Linked DNA regions of Mus musculus: region 2 is linked to region 1. The links are chromatin contacts, called in public Hi-C maps. All regions are on one chromosome and are shown on one strand. Each heading gives the region's core, a stretch centred on a gene start, on an enhancer-like site or on the middle of the called end of the contact. The rest is flanking DNA. Distances are from core to core; before and after follow the strand shown. Region 1 overlaps Plekhm3 (pleckstrin homology domain containing, family M, member 3). Region 2 has its middle 15 kb from the start of Gm24788.

The links. A called contact is a pair of places that touch in the nucleus more often than the background predicts.
Region 2: a contact with region 1 is called in a Hi-C map of bone marrow-derived macrophages, with 3 times the contacts expected there. The contact joins two enhancer-like sites. A contact is called at or near these places in 7 of 484 Hi-C or Micro-C datasets (B cells, the HL-1 cell line, bone marrow-derived macrophages and 3 more) and 2 of 115 datasets of contacts at active chromatin or transcription factors (embryonic stem cells and large pre-B cells).

Annotation. Positions count from the first base shown.
Region 1 is chr1:64,865,722-64,871,569 of GRCm38.p6, reverse strand. The region is part of intron 5 of Plekhm3 (pleckstrin homology domain containing, family M, member 3); the gene reads left to right. Among named protein-coding and RNA genes, the nearest start is that of Gm51628, 18 kb to the left of the region's middle. Within about 2 kb of position 3,654, at least 25 of the 459 cell types and tissues checked have an H3K27ac peak or open chromatin away from gene starts, as enhancers often do. A contact at or near this core is called in bone marrow-derived macrophages, where this site is marked.
Region 2 is chr1:64,983,973-64,989,820 of GRCm38.p6, reverse strand. No RefSeq gene overlaps it. Among named protein-coding and RNA genes, the nearest start is that of Gm24788, 15 kb to the left of the region's middle. Within about 2 kb of position 3,475, at least 12 of the 459 cell types and tissues checked have an H3K27ac peak or open chromatin away from gene starts, as enhancers often do. A contact at or near this core is called in bone marrow-derived macrophages, where this site is marked.

The DNA.
Region 1 (5,848 bases), core at 2,405-4,904:
AGTTTCCCCTAGGGTCTATGATCTATCCAGCTTGGTACTAGGGTTGCAGTACCAAACATATATTGTATTCTGTACATACAGTACATCCTGTGGATCAGGCTTTGATTCCAGTCAGAAAGCGGTTAGTTACCCTATAACACTCAGCACCTGGCGTTTTTATGTATGTTGTGGGGATTGAACTCAAGTCCTCATGCTTATGCAGCAAGAACCTTACAAACTAAGCCCTCTCACCAGCCCCAGCCTTCGGGGTTTTTTGTTTGTTTGTTTGTTTGTTTGTTTGTTTGGGTTTTTTTTTGCTATTTTTTTATTAGGTATTTATTTCATTTACATTTCCAATGCTATCCCAAAAGTCCCCCACACGCTCCCCCACCCACCCACTCCCACTTCTTGGCCCTGGCATTCCCCTGTACTGAGGCATATAAAGTTTGCACAACCAAGGGGCCTCTCTTTCCACTGATGGCCAACTAGGCCATCTTCTGATACATATGCAGCTAGAGACACGAGCTCTGGGGGGTACTGGGTAGTTCATATTGTTGTTCCACCGACAGGGTTGCAGATCCCTTTAGCTCCTTGGTTACTTTCTCTAGCTCCTCCATTGGGGGCCCTGTGATCCATCCAATAGCTGACTGTGAGCATCTACTTCTGTGTTTGCTAGGCCCCACCATAGCCTCACAAGAGAGAGCTATATTTGGGTCCTTCCAGCAAAGTCTTGCTAGTGTATGCAATGGTGTCAACGTTTGGAGGCTGATTATGGGATGGATCCCCGGGTATGGCAGTCTCTAGATGGTCCATCCTTTCGTCTCAGCTCCAAACTTTGTCTCTGTAATTCCTTCCATGGGTGCTTTGTTCCCAATTCTAAGAAGGGACAAAGTGTCCACACTTTGGTCTTCATTCTTCTTGAGTTTCATTTGTTTAGCAAATTGTATCTTATATCTTGGGCATTCTGAGTTTCTGGGCTAATATCCACTTATCAGTGAGTACATATTGTATGAGCTCTGTTGTGATTGGGTTACCTCACTCAGGATGATGCCCTCCAGGTCCATCCATTTGCCTAGGAATTTCATAAACTCAATTCTTTTTAATAGCTGAGTAGCACTCCATAGTGTAAATGTACCACATTTTCTGTATCCATTCCTCTGTTGAGGGGCATCTGGGTTCTTTCCAGCTTCTGGCTATTATAAATAAGGCTGCTATGAACATAGTGGAGCATGTGTCCTTCTTACCGATTGGAACATCTTCTGGATATATGCCCAGGAAAGATATTGCGGGATCCTCCGGTAGTACTATGTCCAATTTTCTGAGGAACCGCCAGACTGATTTCCAGAGTGGTTGTACAAGCTTGCAATCCCACCAACAATGGAGGAGTGTTCCTCTTTCTCCACATCCTCACCAGCATCTGCTGTCACCTGAATTTTTGATCTTAGCCATTCTGACTGGTGTTAGGTGGAATCTCAGGGTTGTTTTGATTTGCATTTCCCTGATGATTAAGGATGCTGAACATTTTTTCCAGGTGCTTCTCAGCCATTCGGTATTCCTCAGGTAAGAATTCTTTGTTTAGCTCTGAGCCCCATTTTTTAATGGGGTTATTTGATTTTCTGGAGTCCATCTTCTTGAGTTCTTTCTATATATATTGGATATTAGTCCCCTATCTGATTTAGGATTGGTAAAGATCCTTTCCCAATCTGTTGTTGGCCTTTTTGTCTTATTGACGGTGTCTTTTGCCTTGCAGAAGCTTTGCAATTTTATGATGTCCCATTTGTCGATTCTCGATCTTATAGCACAAGCCATTGCTGTTCTATTCAGGAATTTTTCCCCTGTGCCCATATCTTCGAGGCTTTTCCCTACTTTCTCCTCTATAAGTTTCAGTATGTCTGGTTTTATGTGGAGTTCCTTAATCCACTTATATTTGACCTTAGTACAAGGAGATAGGAATGGATCAATTCGCATTCTTCTACATGCTAACCTCCAGTTGTGCCAGCACCATTTATTGAAAATGCTGTCTTTTTTCCACTGGATGGTTTTAGCTCCCGTGTCAAAGATCAAGTGACCATAGGTGTGTCTTTGGGTTTTTAAATCCAAATTGTGTATTTCTGAGAACTCAGTTTCCTGGAAATGAGATATATATATATATATATATATATATATATATATATATATTAACAATTCTATCAAAATCTTGTGAAGAGACTACTTTTCCCAGAGCCCAACTCAGTCCCTTACTGTCAAGAGTACCAGGGTTTGGTGGGAGTTGAAGTCCTCAGAAATTAGTCAGGTTAAATGGGTTTTGATTTGTTTGACGTAACGGCATAGAACAAAATGAAATGAGTTTCCCCTTGGTGCTTTGCTTTGTTTGTATGTTAAGTCTCTACTGTCCTTGATTTCATTGAAAATTATCTCTGAATGTTTAACCCCAAGTGTCAGCTAATATAAGGGCTCTGAATCATATTTGACCTTTTTCCTTTTCCATTTTCATCTTTTCTCTTAAGTTACTTTCCAAGTTCCAAAGATGATAAATGGAAGCATTGTTAGTAGATCTAGGTGTGTTAGTTGATGGCTGTGGACTTGTAGCAGGCTTCTTCAGTATTCTCTGGTACCAGAGAACCAGTCTGTGCTGTGGTTTCCTTTGATGGATGAGACAAGTGTAGAGCTGACTCTTATCGCTTTTGTCCTTTGACTGAGTGTCAGGCCCAGTTAGATTGAGTTTGCATTGCCATGAGCAGGGCCGTGCGTGTGGTTGGCCTGCTACAGAAATGCTACTGGGCCTGGTGATTAATAGTGTTATCATGCATAGGAAGCCCCAAGCATAGCAGCCTCACCTGAAAACCAAAGAGATCTTCCACAGCAAGGACACTGTTTACACAAGGACTGCTAAGACAGATATCCCTCACTTAGTGTGCAGCTTTGAGTTCCTAATGTGGTGAGATTTGGAAGTTACATAGGAGAAATTAATAAGTAATATCTATTATATAACATTTTAGTTAAAAATGAATGCACTTTAAGAGAGAGAGAGAGAGAGGGAGAGAGAGAGAGAATATGAAAGAGTTTCCAGTTGATCCTCATTCCCTTTCCTGGGGCAGCCCCTGTTACTTACCCCTATGTTTGTGTTCCTGCTTCTGTAGTAGCATTTTTTATTTTAGCATATATGTGCTCAAGTCTCCCCCATTCTTTAGAAAAGGAACCTTTTCTCCGTCCCGTCCTGTATCCTTCTTTAGCAGCGGCCCACTTTCCTTTCTTTTAAAGCTAAGCTCTGAAAAGAGTTGTGTACCACCCTCAGACCCTCTGCAGTCTGGCTGTCTCCCTCCTGCCCAAACCACTATCTGAGGTCAGCACTGAATTCCTGTTTCTAGGGGGCTGCATGCGCCCCCCCCCCCAGCTCCTGGGCTGTGGATTCGTTCTTGCCCCTTGAGAAGCTCCCTCCCTGGGCCTCCCTGAAGCAGTTCTTCTGCTGTCAAAGTGTTCCTTCCCAGGCTTCTCCCTGGAAAGTCCTTTCTGGCACTGTTTCTCAAGGGCCAGCTCTTTTCTGTTTCCCGGGTGTGTTGTCCTGGCCTTCCTTATAATCGTAGCTCCACCTGAAACCCGCAGGCCGGAGACAGGAATTTCCTGAGCTGACTCAGGAGACTCCATCTGGCCATACCATACAGTTCCCATCTTCTTCCACAGCCCAGACACTCTCCCAGTGAGAGGGTTCCTCTTCCTTCCCCTTTCAGCAGACACAGCTTCCAGTTATGTTCCCCACTTAGTGGGGAAATGGAGGCTTCTTTGTGGCTTGCCATGACCTGAAGATTGAGGTGACAGACAGTCTTTCTGGTGGAAGGCCTCTCTTTGTAAGCTTTCATCTTCTTAGAGCTCTTTATTTCTCACCTAGTCCTTCCTGCCTTCACCCCCTTCTCTCCCCGTCAGCTCTCACCATGGCCTTGTATTACTTAGGGCACTTCTGTGACACCCCATTTCTCTTTAAGTAGATTCAGCATGACAGGCAAGACACACACATGTACTGGCTGGCTACATACTAGCTTACATACTAAATCTAAGCTCACATTGCGTGGTGTACCCTTGCCAGGAGAGGCTTACTAGGTACTGGGCATGCTCGAACCTTTGAGTGCCTGCTACTACTGCTCTTTCCACCTGGAATACCATCCAGCCTTCCACCTCCACTTCCTCCCAGTAACTCCCCACTTCCCATTCATGGAGGCCTTTCCTGGCCAGGTAACCTGCCAGCTCCCCTCACCCTGTATGTATATCTGTATGTTTACAAACTGTGCTTTTCCAAATCTTCAGTGCAGGCACACTGACTGCTGCATACTGTGAGCCCAGCATCTGCTTAAGTCAATGAAGTATGTGCTTATTTTGGATTTTGATTTTAGGTTCATAACCATAGTGACAGGTTGTGGGGTATTTGTTAAATTCATGGTAAATTAGGTAATCAGGATTTTCTGACCAATGAATGCAAATAATTACCAATGCTGTATTGAATGTATTAAGTAAAATTAATGCTGGCAAAAGTATTTTTAGGGGACACCAAATTTTGCTTCTCAGACATAAATAGCTCTACCAGCATATTCCCGGAAGAGACTGCCTCCCCTGAGGTGTCTTCCCCTGGGTAGATCTGCCTCGGGCATCTTTCTGCTGATTGAGCAGGCTCTGTCTGTCTAGGTCCTGTATAACCCATGTCCTATTTGGATTTGAAGGAGAAAAGACCCTAGGCATCCCTGCTAGTTCACTCCATTTTCTCAAGGGCCTATATCTGATGTGCAGCTTATATGACCCAAACCACAGTAGAGCAGCTCTTGGGGTCATGTGGATGGAAATGGCCTTGGCTGCCAACCTGATCTTGGTGTTTGTGTCTCACCCTGGCTTTCCTCTGTATAGTCTGACTGGAGGAAATGCTTAGAGAATGTGTTTCTAATTCAGTTTGCTTCCATGGAGAGGTGAGCAAGGGGCAGGGAGCCTTATCTGCCCTGTTGCCTTGCAATGGAAACCCATATGCCTCCTTAGGAGGCATATGAGCACAAGAGCACAGCCCTATCTCTAAATGTCTGTAGGAAAATCCCCCTCTCTTTCATTTACATTAAAAAGCATCTCTAAAGGAGATGCCTTTTACTAGGTCCCACTGGCCCCTCTAGGGAGATTTATTCTCCCTAGAGGGGCCAGTGTTTTTATGGCATCAGTGTTTTTATGTCACTACTTCCTTCCTCTTGGGGAGAAGGGCTGATTGACGTTATCTCTCTTAAAAGTCTGTATTTTAATGGCTACCACTAAATCTTTTGGACATACATCTTCTCCAGACCCAGTAGGCTCACTTCTTTTATCTTTTCTGCATATATTGAATTTTCCAATTTTTATGTCTATCATAACTGACCTCATGTAAATTATGGTGTTCAACACTGGAGCCTGATACAGGGAGACAGCAGATGACAAACTTCTGGAGGAACATAAGAGTCTCCTTTAAAGGGAGAGGGAAAATGAATTCATGCAAAATACATTTACATAGTTTGCAACATTAAATAAAGGCAGAATTACCTTCAGCTGTACAGATAATGCTGAAGGGATAGTAGAGATGACAGAAGCCAGAATTGCTTCTGTGAGAAGAATAATGAACAGGGCTTGGAAGGAAGAAGACCCCAGGAAGGAGAAACTGGAAAGTCTCTTCCTTACTCATCAGCTGTGGTCGTTAAAGCAGCAAACGAAGCACCTGTTCCAAGGCCTGCCTCACTGCAGGTAAAACACAAGGTTTTGCTTGCTTGGATAACTAAGGATTCTACCTGTCTCAAGTTCAAGGGCATGCCAGGATAATTCAGTTTACACCTACTTCCTTTATCCTATCTACTTCTAATCATAGAAACGTTAG
Region 2 (5,848 bases), core at 2,226-4,725, 120 kb before region 1:
CCAAATCAAATGCCTGCATCTCCTCAAAGACTTGTCATTCCTGTATGGAAGAACCTTCTGACTCCTTCTTCTAGCTTTATGAAAGATACAGGAGATTGTCGTTCTCTGTGGTCACCCTGCTGAGTACAAGCTCACGGGAGGTAAGCCGGCTTGCGCCTGTTCCTCCGTAACTGCAAACATTAGGCAACTGGTCCCAGCTGTCCCTATCTCCCAGATTGTGACAACTACCATCTTCCTTTCAGCTTCTGTGAAATCCACATGTTTAGATTCTGTGAGCGGGTGAGACTGTGTGGTACGTCTGTCTTTCTGGCTTATTCGATACAACGATCGCTAGCTCTGCCAGAATTTCATTCTCCCTTCGGCTCTGGTGTTTCTTGTGTGTTTGTGGCACACTTTTACAAATCCATCCATCACTTAGTAGGCATGCAGGTTGCTTATAATTTTTTGGCTATTTCTTGAATCGTAAATGGGGTGAATGGGGGTTGAAAAATGTCCCTTTAAATTTTGTTTTTAAAAAGATAACTTTAGGGCTGGAGAGAGGGCTCAGCGGTTAAGAATGCTTGGTGTTCTGCCAGAGACCAGAGTTTGGTTCCTGTAACCAAGTGCCTGTAACTCAAGTTTCAGGCAGTCTGATATATGCCTCTAGCCTCCCATGCATGCATGCGCACGCACGTGCACACACACATAAATAAAAATGAATATGAAACAAGATAACTATTAAGTAGAGGCACAAGCCTGAAGTCTTAGCACTTGGGAGGCAGAGTCAGGAGGACGAGGAGGATCAAGCAACTCAGGGTTACCGTCAGCTACAGAGTCTGGGGTCAGCCTGGGCTGCAGTTCAGGGTCATCCTAGGCTACAGAGTCCAAGGCTAGTCTGGGTTGCATGAGACCCTGTCTCAAACCAAAGCCATAACCTTTAATTTCAAACATTTGTCCTATTATCATTTCATTTAATTCAGCGATTATCTTGCATTAAGTTTCCTTGTTTTCACATTCTTTGTTACCCATTGTCTTTGCCAGGTAACAATCATTTTCATACATCATTGGAATGCCAGATCATTCCAACCTATGTATGCCAGTACAATAAATAAACCCCAAACCCATGCATTTATCAGCACCATTTTATTTTTGGTTTAGCTTATTTGGGCTCTGGTTTTCCAGAACATATTAGAAACTTTAACATGTTTTTTTTCACAGTAGAAAGGTCTCAGTATTTACCACAATGGGCAGTCACTGCCAGTTAAATGTCTTTGTGTTAGCTTGCTCTCTGTTGCTGTGGTCTATGATCTAATACTCTGGTCAAGCCAGCTTAAGGAAGGGAAGGGTTAATTTAGCCACATTGTAGTCCATCACTGAGGTAAGTGGGGCAGGAACTGAAGCAGAGGCTGGCCCTGAAGGAACATGGTTTACTGGCTTACTCAGCCCTCTTTCTTAAACAGCCCAGAACCACCTGCCCAGTGGTGGCTTCACAGGGACCTTCAATGTCAGTCATCAACCAGGAAAACTGCCCACAGACTTGCCTCACAGGCATTTAGACAGAGGCAATTCTTCAGCTGGCATTCCATCTTCCTGGATGACTCTAAACAAAAACTACCCAGCAAAACATGGAAAGAAGGCACTAAAACAAAAAGACAAAATAAACTGACAAAAACAACAACAACAACAAAAACCCACCACAGGATAACTTAGAAGATTTTGGGAATCTCTTCAGAACTGTAATTTCTTCGTCAAGAATTCTGAAGATTGGTGTATCAGGAGCAAGCAGACACTAGTACAATGCCTGAGACATTCTGCACATAGGTCAGATAGGTGGGGGGAATGGCTGTTGCTGTGTGATCTATTTCCACTGCTGTGATAAAACTCCTTGTTTTATGCTGTGATCAAAAGCAATTTAGAAGCCAGGCATGGTGGCACATGCTTCTAATCCTAGCACTCAGAGGTAGAGGCAGGAAGATCTCCATGAGTTCAAGACTAGCTTGGTTCCTTCACATGGCAAGTTGCAGGTCATCCAGAGAGTGTCTGTCTCAAAACAAAACAAACAAACAATGACTTAAGAGAAAGAAAGGCTGTTGTTAATGCTTGCAACTCCAGGCATGGTCTAATATGTAGGGAAAATCAAGGCAGTAGGAACTTGGAACAGATCACAACATCACATCATTGTCAAGAGCAAAGAGAAGTGATTGCACAAATGCTCATCTGCCTGCCTGCACTCAACTGGACTTGAGCAACTCTTACAAAGCTCAGGCCTCCTGAATAGGGAGTGGAGCCACCCACACTGGGCTGGGTTTTCTCAAATCACTTAAATTAATTAGAACAGTCTCCTGCAGGTATGCCCACAAGCCAAAACCAGTTTAGACAATCCTTCATTTGAGAGTCTACCCAGGTGAATCTGGGCCCCAAACCAATCTATTGCTGAGAACAACCAAATGAAAGAATACTACTCAGGTTCCATGCCAGCGGGGAGAGTTTGAAGGACCCTGCGGGTGTCTTTGCTCTGCTGTTGTTCCATTACTATGGTTATTATAGCACAGTAAATCCCAGTATAGTAATAATGAACACTCATGCTATCTGAATGGTTCCCTGGGTGATTTTGAAACCCTGGTTTTCCTATACATATTTAGCATGAGTTAGCATTAGAAAACTTGTTTTTTGTTAAAATTGAGATTTAAATGTTGAGCTGGGGACAACTGACAGGAATTTATGCCAAATCATCCCTTCCAAGAATAGGGACTGTGTTAAATATAGGAAGGAGTTTTGCAGCTTATCTTAGCATCTAGCAAGGTCAGGCTCTACCAGGATACCTGCTTTTATTACTCCTTTAACTATTCTTTCCTATCTTTCTTATCTTTTTCATGTAAGGCTCAGAAACAACGTGCTCAGTTCTATAAGAAATAAAGAAAAATAAAAGAGAGGCAGGAGTTCTTCCAAAAAACCCAAGATCAGTTCCCAGCACCAACATCAGACAATTTACTGTCACCTATGACTCCAGCTCCTGGGCAGTCCAGTGCCTCTGGGCTTGGCAGGAATCTGCACTCATATGCATAGACTTACACATCCATATACGTAGCTAAAAATAAAAATAAATAATCTAGCCATGGTGGCAGACATAGATGGATCTCTGTGTATTCCAAACCAGACAGGGCTAAATGGTGAGACTCTTCCTCAAAATAAAAAGAAACAAAATAATAATTAGTGTTACATATTTTCACTGGAGTTGCGATAAACTAACTTGGAAAGAACTGACATTTCTCAAGTCTGATAACTGCTAGATATTTCAAATGAACGCACACACACATGTGCATTGGAATCGCAGAACCCGATCCGAGGATTAAATTGGAAATCACAAACCTTACTCAATCCTTTCAGCACTTAGTTTATAGATGATGTACATTCAAATCATTTGTAGAACAGAGTGAGTCTCCAGCTTCAACAAGATAACCACCTACAGGGGGCGGCATGCACTTACGTAGAGGATTGCAGGCTGTTTCACAGCATTTCATACAGCATTGTTTAGGTGCTCAGCTCTGCACCACAGAGATTACAGCCTAAATACCCACAGGCACCACGGAAACGTTGACTCATGACAGACATGCAGCATGTCACTTAGCACAGCTGGCTTCCTGACATACTGTCCCCAGGCATCCCAGTAGCCTTCATTCCCAAAATTGTTCACAGGAGAAGAAAGGATTAAGATGAAATCATAAATTCATTCCACAGGTATATGTGTTGAGTCGTTCATATAAGTAAAGAACTACTTCGAGAAAGGGTAATAAGAAAGACCACAGTCTTCCTTGCACAGTTTGCCTTCCAGAGACAGAGACAAAAGGCAAACTCATTAAATAGTATATTATAATTTCAGCTCATGATAAGGAGCATAAAGGCAAAGGAAGGAGAGGAGGCTCAAGATGCTATTTTCAGTAAGGTGTGTGTGTGTGTGTGTGTGTGTGTGTGCGCGTGTGTGGGGGGGAAAGCCCTCCTGCAATAGTGCATTTGAGCACACTTGCATGCTGTGGGAAATTAAAATAATTGGTGGTAGATGTATGAATAAAAGAACACAAAACAAGGAGAGTCCTTTGTGCAGGGTCTATGTACACACAGGGGACATCTGGAGAGCAAAAAGTATCATGGAGATCCACGGAGCAGGAGAAGAAATGGGAGAAGAGGCAGGTCAGCCATGTCTACACAGGGTAGGCACTGGAGGTGAAAGGAATTTGCTCTGCATTCTGCGGAAAGGATGCCTTTTTAGCCGGGATAGAGTGTGCATGGTCTGATGGACGCTTTGCATCTGGCTGCCATGGTGAAAATGGGTGGGAGTGAGGGTCAGAGGGAGAGATGCATCGAAAGCCATTGTGCTGCTTATATAAGAGATATTGCGGCTGAGACCCTGAGACTCTGAGACCCTGAGATGGAGGGTCTGATGTGGAGGAAAGGTAGGAAGTCAAGGAATGACAGATGCTTTGGAAAGACAATGTGAAGAGTTGCTGGTGGGCTGAATTCTGGCATGAAGAGAAGAGAAGAGAAGAGCCACGGGTAGATGGTCTTTCAGACTTGGAGAGTTTGGAGCAAGAGAACCCCTTAATCAGGACAGACTTTTCCCACTCAGTTTCACTGTCTCGGCATAAGCTCTATTTTCTGTTACTATATTCCTCCCATTCCAATCAGTCTTGTTTCCAGGAAAATCTTTAAGATGTATAAAAATTTGTAGTAAGTGCTCATTGGATCCTTTCTCAAGGTTTCAAGCACTAGCTTTCTGTAGCAGTGATTAAAGCAATATTAGTGTTGAAATTAAAAGGCCTTTGAGGCTGGAAAGACGGCTCAGCAGTCAAGAGCACTGGCTGCTCTTTCAGAGTACCCAGGTTCAACTCCCAGCACCCATATAACTCGAAACTCTCAGTAACTCCAGTTCCAGAGGATCTGACACTCTCACACAGACATATATGTAGGTGAAACACCAAGCACATAAAATAAGAATAAATAAGTCAGTAAGAAAGCTGATGGGTCCAGTTGATTTGAACTATAATCAAGTAGAGAGAACAATGCCAAAAGACAGTCGTTCCCAGTAGTTCACACTTGGAGCTGAGGTGACCGTCTAACTAGCAGCAGGTTCTTCTTTGCTTCCCTGGTTGGCTGAGTTTCGTGTTACACCCAAGCCCTGGAGGCATCTTTGATTTAGGATCATAGTACCTTCCCTTAGCGTCTGCCCACAATGCTCCAGGGACCTTACCCCATGTGTGATACTGTGGTCTGCCTTGCATATTGTTTATTTCCAGAAAGTGTCCCATAATCCCCTAGGTGCAATTGATCATTGGGTTTTGTTTGTAGACCTATGAAAAGTCGTTTGTTTGTTTGTTTGTTTGTTTGTTTGTTTATATTGGATATTTTCTTTATTTACATTTCAAATGTTATCCCCTTTCCTGGTTTCCCTCCCTCCCAGAAACACCCATCATATCCTCCCTCTCCCTGCTTCTATGAGGGTGTTCCTCTACCCACCCACCCACACCCACCTTCCTGCCCTCGGTTCCCCTACACTGGGGCATCTAGCGAACCTTCAGAGGACTTGAAAGGTCTTTAAAACAAACGAAATATCTTAATGAGGCCTTCAGTGAGTTGAGGGCTAGGAAATGCTTTCCAAGACTTAGGTTAAAAGTACATTTTTACCAAATGTTCAGGTAGAATCAGCCAATCTGTCCCTGGCTGAGTGGGATCCACCACCATTTTGTGAAAGAGAAACCAGCCACTTCATTCCCAGCACCAACTCATACTAGACAGAACAGGGCTGGTGTCTACAGCTGATTTGCAACATAGATTATTTCATAGTTTATAGGAAAAGAACAGGAAGATTGGGCCA